Linked DNA regions of Anser cygnoides: region 1 is linked to region 2. A link is a contact called in public Hi-C data. All regions are on one chromosome and are shown on one strand. The core of a region is the stretch at or near the end of the contact, and the rest is flanking DNA. Distances in the headings are between cores, read along the strand shown.

The links. A called contact is a pair of places that touch in the nucleus more often than the background predicts.
Region 1: a Hi-C map of liver shows a contact between it and region 2, with 2.9 times the contacts expected there. The contact joins the promoter of NT5E here to the enhancer-like site in region 2. A contact is called at or near these places in 3 of 7 Hi-C or Micro-C datasets (all in liver).

Annotation. Positions count from the first base shown.
Region 1 is chr3:84,538,726-84,542,932 of Taihu_goose_T2T_genome, forward strand. It overlaps NT5E (5'-nucleotidase ecto), which reads right to left and starts at 2,408. Exons shown (of 9, transcript XM_048079886.2): 1 at 2,041-2,408. The coding sequence starts at 2,370.
Region 2 is chr3:84,506,158-84,510,333 of Taihu_goose_T2T_genome, forward strand. SNX14 (sorting nexin 14) reads left to right here. Exons shown (of 28, transcript XM_066994572.1): 23 at 3,611-3,734. Among named protein-coding and RNA genes, the nearest start is that of NT5E, 33 kb to the right of the region's middle. Within about 2 kb of position 1,569, at least 1 of the 3 cell types and tissues checked has open chromatin away from gene starts, as enhancers often do. A contact at or near this core is called in liver, where this site is marked.

The DNA.
Region 1 (4,207 bases), core at 1,158-3,657, 33 kb after region 2:
CAAATCCAATTACGCTGGCCAATGTGAGTGTAAATCACAACAGGGAATAAACAGAAACATGCAGGCGCACAGCATGTGGTCATTTGATCCTCCTTTTCACAAGAAATCAGGCTAAAAATATTTCAGAAAATCACAATACAATTGACGATGAGAATTAATCTTATGACGATGAGAATTAACAGTAAAACTGGAACGCTTCTCTCATCCCACCAGTTACTGTCTTTGTTGTATTTACTGTGATGATTTTGGTGTGATTAACCCCAAAAGGCAAAGCTAGTGACAAGAAGATTTGGAAGGGGATGCCTAGCTAAACAGGAGAAAATAGGTTTGATGGAAAAACAGGCATAAATGGGAAAAGGAGAAACCTAAAAAAGGAAATTTGCCCACTTGTTGAGCAGACCTCTGATAACATTGCCAGGCTGCTCCAGACCCTCCCATGGCTCTCCTGGCCTCATCCTGTAACAACCTCTGTGACTCATGTTCCCTCCTTCATCCTGTTTGCAATCCTACTCCAGTGTTTTAGCTTCTAACCATTTCGGTAATCCCCACACACTTCTACAGCTGTAGCTTCCCAAATTCTGCTTAAAGAAACACTAGCTCATCTCTCCACAGCACAGCTCTTACCTCGCTCCCTGTGCAAGTGGTCGACTACTCCTCCTAAGGCATTAGCATCCAGCACAAGCCTCTGGATGTCCAGTAAGATCTGGATTTATTTTTTTTTATTTTTTTTTTAATTTTGTTATGACAAAAAAGCAAATGGAACCTCCTAACCAAACTGCTGATGCTTCTTCCTACATAACGTACTCCTAAAACTAGGCGCTAGCTGGACGCTGATGATTTTGCCTAAAGGAATTTCTTCTTGTGATATGACCAGGAACCAAACAAGCTCCTGGGTCATCCATGAGCCAGTCAAGCCAGCAAATTTTAAGGCTGAGAAAGAGCAGCCAGCAGCAAGCTTTGGGATGAAAGGTGAGCAAAACCATCCTGAGCTCTCTCGCTGCGCTGCAGAACCCCAAAGCACTTCCCAGCTCTCAGGAAAGACAAGTCCTGCAGGCACACATTCCTCCCCATCACCACTGGGAGGAAAACCCCTGGTGATGTTAGTTTTAGGATTAGGAAAAGGTTCATCAGGCCAAGCAAACAGAGCAGCATCCTCCCCAGAGCCGCCCATCTGGCATGAGGTGTGTTTAGCCCAGGAGAGCGTGCTGGGACAACACTTTCCCTTCTGTAGCTGCCCTGGGCCAGAGGAAAGAAGCGGCTGAAGCCATTTTTGCTGGAAAAGGAAAGTACAGTCCTTTCCTGAGAAAGCAAAAAGATAAAGACAGAGTACGTGATACGCCCAGAACAAGATTTTTCCCTCAAGCTCTCAGCCTGGATGAAATAAATACACAGCCACTCTCAAATGTAAGTTCCATCTCTCTCCTCCTTTCTGGGGTCGTACACAAGCAAAACAAGCCACAGTAATTCTTTACACAGGAACAGGCTCAGAAGCAGAGAGAAAGGACTTAAGCACCCCCCAGCCTCAGTCCCAGATTCCTCAGTCTTTCTCTCAGCACTCAGTAGAGCAGAAGAGGCAGTGTGAGGGCGCAGCACCCTCTGAAGCACACTGTGACGGTCACCGGGCTGTTCACACCCTACCGCAGCCACAGCCGCCTCATGCCCAGACCCTCACGTCTCCAAGCCTGGTGGCACCGGCCACAAGCACTGGCTTAGAGCCCCAAACCTTTTGGAGCAGCACCACCACTGTGCACCACCTGTCCCTTCCCACAGGACTGAAGCCGGCTGGGCTGCCAGCCGCGAGCCCCCTCGGCACGGCTTTGAACCCTTGGCAGGGCTTTGACCCCTCAGCAAGGCTTTGACCCCTCTGCTGCAGTCCAGGCTCCTCACCCGGTGCTGCTGGCCCCGCCGCTGTCCCTCCACCAGCACCCCGCTCCTCTCATCCCCGCAACACCGCGGGAGCGAGGAAGGCGATCCCCAACACCCCCAGGAGCGGGATGATCCCCCCCCCTCCCCTCCGCTCTGCTCGCCGCCCCTCTTTACCATGGCGTCGTAGCGCAGCAGGTTCATGAAGTGGACGGCCTCCCGGCCCTTGTAGCGGGAGAACCACACGGTGCCCTGGTACTGGTCCCCGGCGTCCAGCAGCAGCACCGCGCCTCCTCCCCTCGCCGCCCGCTCGGCCGCCACCCGCGCCGCCCGCCTCGCCACGCCGCCCTCCTCGCAGCCCCGCGGGCCCCCCGCGCAGCCCCGCGCCTCCACCCGCGCGTGGACGTCGTTGGTGTGCAGCACCGTGAGCCGCAGCCCCGCCGAGGACGGGCGGAGGGACAGGGACAGCCACAGGGACAGCCACAGCGCGGCCACCCGCCGCCCCATCCCCTCCCCGGTGTCCCCTCGGTCCCCCCCCGCGGTCCCCTCCCGGTGCCCCCCCCCCCGGTGCCCCCCCCCCCGGTTCTCCCTCCGAGCTCGCAGCCGGCTGCCCGAAGTGGTGGCACGGGAGGCAAAAAGTCAGCCGGCGGCGAGGGGACAAACTCCGGGAAGGCTCCTCGGTGAATGGTTAGCGTGCTGGAAGGGCTTTCTCAACCTTCGCGTGGAAGCGGTGGCTCTCAGCGTCCCACCCAGCCTTTCCCCTCCTCTTTCTCCGGCGGTGCTGAAAATAAAGAGCGCTGTTTCAGCCCTCGGGATGACTTAGGCAGCTTTAAAAGCTGGTTTAATTATAGTTTTAGTGTTTTCAGGGTAGGCTCGTGAATCGCTTTTGAGAGTGTTTCCGTGGTTAAACGCTAAGCTTACGGTTGCGGTTTGGCATATGCTTGCTGAGGGGAAAAAATAGGAACGCCGATGCCTTAAATAAACAACTCGCGAGGGGTCCTGTGCCATTGCGGTACATCAAAGCGGCCCCCACCTGCCCCTTTAAGCTGTGTACCCACAATGTGTTCTGCTACTAATAAACAACCAAATTATCCGGATAATGAAATTTTGGAAAGTGAGCTTTTGATGTGCTTTAACTTCCCAATAATTCCCTGCAACCTTTGGACAATCTCACGCTGTAAGCAGTGACCCACTGATCGATTTTTCACTTTTATTTATTTATTTTTTCTTAAAAGCAGAAGTTTCCCCATTGCAAGAGAAAGTGACGGTTTCCTACAGCATTACAGAAGCTGCACGAGTTGCTCTCTCCTTTCCGCCGGGTGATGTCATGCCACGGTTTCCTGGGCACCCAAAGTCCGTGGGATGGAATCTGAACTCATTTGGTCTGTTTGTTTCCTCAGATGGCTGGAAAGCGAATGAACCTGTATTTTCTTCCACGATGGCTCCGCTCCGCTGTCCCCATGCTCCCATGCGTGACGTGAATTAAAATAGCTCTGTGGTATCTTCTCATTTCCTTGGATGACTGTGTTGTGCCGTGCCGTGCCTATCCCGTCCCAGGAAAATCCTTAATGGCATGAGCCACGTCGGCAAAACCTGGAGCCGTACTTCCTCTCCTCCTTTTCACATCCCCCTCCCCTAGCTCTTGCAGACAGCCTGGCTGGGAGCCAGTTCAAAGCCAAGACATTTACACGTAGGTGTCCACAAGTAGGTGCCTACATCTGCTCCAGTTTGGCTGAACTTTCACTGTGGTCAATGGAAATCTGGTCAGGACAGTCACTGGTGCATAGGGAGTGTTCCAGTTGCCCTACAGTAGATGCACCAGCTGGAATTCGTTACCTAAACAAAGGCGCTGGTGCTGGTTGGTGGTCTCCAGGTGTCCCTCTAGAAAGGATCATAGATCATGGTTTGGGTTGGAAGGGACCTGTAAGGATCATCCAGTTCCAACCCCCTGCCACAGGCAGGGACACCTCCCACCAGAACAGATTGCTCAAAGCCCCATCCAGCCTGGCTTTGGACACCTGCAGGATGATCTCAGGTAGGTCTTGTGTCATATCGGCCAGCCTCATGTGTCTGTCTTGGATGTTTCGATGTCCCTGTTTGGGCAACTGAGTGCCCTGTTGTGGCTGGTCTGCTGTATTGCCCTTTAGGGTGCATTCCCTGTAGTGACTACATCTCCACTGAGATGTAGCTAGTCACTCTCCTGGATGGCCAGGCTTGCATGCATGTGTGCACCTAGCACCATTTTGTTTGTTGGCACCTTATCGTTCTTCACCAGTCATCATTCACAGCCGCATTATTTTTAAACAAATGCCTGTTCTGCCCACCACAGCTATGTGCAAACATG
Region 2 (4,176 bases), core at 319-2,818:
AGAGCTTGTTATCTCATAGCAAGAAAGTTCTTCACCGTGCAGTTTTTGGTGAAAGCTAGGGCAGATTTTCAGTTGATGTTTGCGTTGCCACAGTGTTCCCATGTAACTTATCTGAAACGGATCTGTTTATTCTAGTGTCAGCCTGCTGGGATCTGCTGAGAGTACAAGAACGTGTTTCCGGGTGCTTGTGCTGCCAACTCCGATGCCATGAACAGGGCACACCCAGGCTTCCTCGTCATCAGCAGGCTGAACAGTCAGGCATGGCAGATGAAAGCTTGAGTTTAGTCAGAAATGTGCCTACTTCTCTGAAAGATCTGCGTGTGGCTTCATTCTGGTTGTTCCTGGTGTGTGCATACGTTTGCGTCTTTGAAGTGCCAGTGGAAAACTTTCCAGTTACGAATGCATAATGAAAATGGGTGGTCAGCTGCAGTACAGCCACTAGCAATTGGCTTTTATCCTGCATCAGACTCACCAGATCAAAAGAGTTAACAACCTTCCTGGTTAAAACAAAGATGCAAACAAAAAGCCCTGCACCCTTCTAAGGGCACCAAACAGGATTTTTAGCTTTCCCAGCTATGTTGCTATTCTGTATGTCTGTACCAGCTTGATAGTCTTCTGAACGCACTTTTGTCAGACCTGCTAGAATAGGTCAGGACTTCTCAGCTGATGCAGATTTTGAAAAACATGCCTACAAAGGCATTGTTCTGCTGGCTTGTGATGACCTGCCAACAGCAATAAGAACTGTTCTGAAACATCAGCAGTATAATCTATATTTATGCGTTGTTACTTGGAGGAAAACAGTTGCTTTTCTATACATTAACTGATGTGGTTTAGACACTACATACTCTTTATTCTATTTTATGATTCTTCTTTTTTGTTTGGGTACAGTCATCTGTATTTTGCAAATGAACAGGAAGAACAGTGGGGATGTTCATGCCTCTGGTTGTGGATATTGTTCATAATCAACGGTATTGTTTTTATAAACTTCACACCTGTACTGGAATGTATGGGTGTATGTGTGTGGATGCACTTACTAGCAGTTGAATAACTGTTCGTTTTGTTAGACACTTAATTTAAATACTCATTTTGTTAGCTTTTCCCATTGAAGTACAATAGATAGCCTATTGTATGGGAGATTACTTTGGTTGTTCTCAATACAAGCCTTTTATGTTTCACTCTCTTCAAGAGCTTGTACCATTATGTTGGAACTTCCCCCCGAAAGCACTTCAAGAATATTTCAGAGTTGTAATCACAGTTACTGTTTGATCTTAAAGATCTGAGTAAGGATAACACTGGAGTTTGTCTTGCTTGTCTTTTTTAGTGTAATTACAATAGAGAGCATTATATCATGTCTCAAATACTAAAATGAGCAGAAACATGAAAAAATAAAATCACATGCTTATCTAAATTAGGAATCTAATTTCCATATTTGTATTGGATATCCAGCTGTACATTTTTCACTTTGCTTTCCTTGGAGTCAAAATCCTGGGAAGGGCAAAATACATTCTGAGCAAAGATGTTATGGCTGCTGCATCCTTCAGGTGTGCATTGCTAAAGACTGTATAGTAAACAATTATCCTCAACTAATGCAAAGTATAATTTATAAAATCAGCTCATTGGCTCACTAACTTCAGTGTACACTGATCTGCTATTGCTTTCTAAAATGCCATTTACAAAAGCATGAGCTTTCAAAGCTTGGCAATGAACATAGAGCTGTTGTATTTACAGAGCAAGAAATATTATCTATGTGCAGAGGTACATACGGTATCTGAAATATATTGCTTTTGGGTTTGGGGTGAAAGTAAAAATAACTTCAGGAAGTCAGAAAGCTTTGCCCAAAGATAGCCTTTAAGTGTTTTGTTTTTTTTTTATTGTTTACCCACCAGAGTTAATCATTTAATTTGCCTTGTACACACTTCTCTGAAACTTTATCTGTGTTGCACAATGGGCTGCCATGAGTTGGTTCACTATGTATTGTCTCTGCTAGATTTTGGGGGATATCTAAAAAAATAAATGAAGTTCTTGTTTAAGTTGCAATAATTCAGCTAAGATTTTTTTCTGATGTAGTTTCAGTTTTGAAAAGGCATATAGACTTCAGTTTATATAGGGTTCTTTAAACAACATGCCAGGCATACTTTCATACAGTAGGCATGAATAATTATCTGCTGTTTTTAGGTTTGTTACTTTCTTGGATTCCAGTCGTCAAACATACATTAGCTGTATTTGCTCTTTCATGTAATTTATGTAACAAGTTAGTATTGTTTAATTTGAGTGAACTTTGGGAAAGTGATAATGCCAGCAAGTCAGCACTCATGAAAGAAAGAGCCTAAAGAAGTGCAAGTCAAAACCTGAATCTTGCCAAATTTCCTAGTGTATTTTTTCATAAGACTGCAGATTGTTCTGTTAAGAGACTTGCATGATTCACAGTCTGTTGGGATTTGTATGATTTATGGCCTTATCTACTACAGGGAGAACGATTTTCTAGAGAGTAAACCAAGTACAAGCAAATTGCTAACCATTGCTAACCGTTCTTTGGAACTATTTTTAATTTGGGAGTGCTACTAACAAATTTGTCAGTAGCAATCTTCTCAGTTCAGGCTATACTACGATTACACTGTATTTTCTTCTAATACTGAGATAGTTTTGTTAGAAGCTTGACAAAAACTTTGGAGCTTTCTTTTCATAATATAGTAGTATTTTGTATAATTTTTTTTACTGATCTTTGGTTCAACAGGTTTGGGGATAAAATAATTTTAAATAAACTCTTAATGATTATTGTGAGGTATTGTCAGATCTGAAGAGCCTCAGGTCTCAGAGGACTCTTTCCTTCCAACTGCTGGAGCCCACAGGCTTGGTGGGACTGGGAGGAAAGGATTAGTGCCTGGGTGGCATGGGACTACTTAAAGGTTGCAGGACAGAACATCTTTGGATTTTACAAGTATTATAATATGTTTTAGGGAAGAACCAAAGGCAAGAAAAAGGAGGGATCGTGGTGGGGAACATGGGAAAATAGAAGGATAAAGGAATAAAATAGGAAATGGGATAAATGGAAAGAAACCCAAACTTTGGTAACTTAAAAATACGTGAAGTTTCTCCTATAAGTAATCAAGCTGGCGAGGAAAAAAAAAAGTGTGTGTTTTGTCCAGAACCTGTTGTTTCAAAATACAAGGCAACAATATATTTTAGGAATGCTTGGATGTTGTACGTACTCCTGTGATTTATGGCTGACAAACTCATATCCTTTATGCCTCTCAGTGACAGAAGAGGGTGCATGAAAGGAGCAAGGCCTGTAATAAAGTCTGGATGTGTGAAGGTATTGGGAGCAAAAGGGCCTGTGATTTAATGTCTTGGTTGCACCGCTGCCGCATTTTGAATCATGGGGTTTTGGTTGTCGCATATCTTGGCAGCATGTGGTGTGCTTTTTATGTTTTCTCCCTTTGGAATGTGAACAGCTTTTTAAAAAACTTGATATAATGGAAAACTGATTAGTTCTTTGAAAGCTCTGGAAAACAAAGTTACTTCTAATGAAAAACAAACATGCTACAAAAACCTGATGGTTATCCTCTTATTTTTGAATGCAGTGTTTTCCAAGTTATATTTCTGTTTTTAGCTTTTCAATGATTTATTCAAGAATAATGCAAACCGGTCTGAGAATACAGAAAGACGACAAAATCAGAACTACTTCATGGAAATGCTGACTGTAGAAGGTGTCTATGACTACTTGATGTATATCGGTAAGAAGTGACTTCTTTTAGTTATTCTTCTACTTTGTATATATATACTTTCATTAAGAGGTTCAGTTTTTTTGGTAAGAAATAAAATTTGATTGTAGTAATAATTTAGGACTTGTGATGTTAACAATATACAGCTTAGGAACATAAACGCTCCAAAAAAAAGACATTACTGTGCTAAAATATTACATTTTATCTCATTATTGTTCAGTTTTTCTGTTTTTATCTTTCTGCATCTTGGACTAATTTTGTGGGAGTAGTGCCCTTTCTCAGACGTCTCTAAGCCGCTTTGTACACTCTGGGAATTAATTTATAGAAATAGTTTAAAGAATATTCGATAAGCAACATGGAGAATAGCAATTTCTCAGTGTTGCACTACCAAAACTAAAATATCTGCTAGTTTACAATCTTTTTTCTTCTTTTAGGAGAATCATATAAATATTTG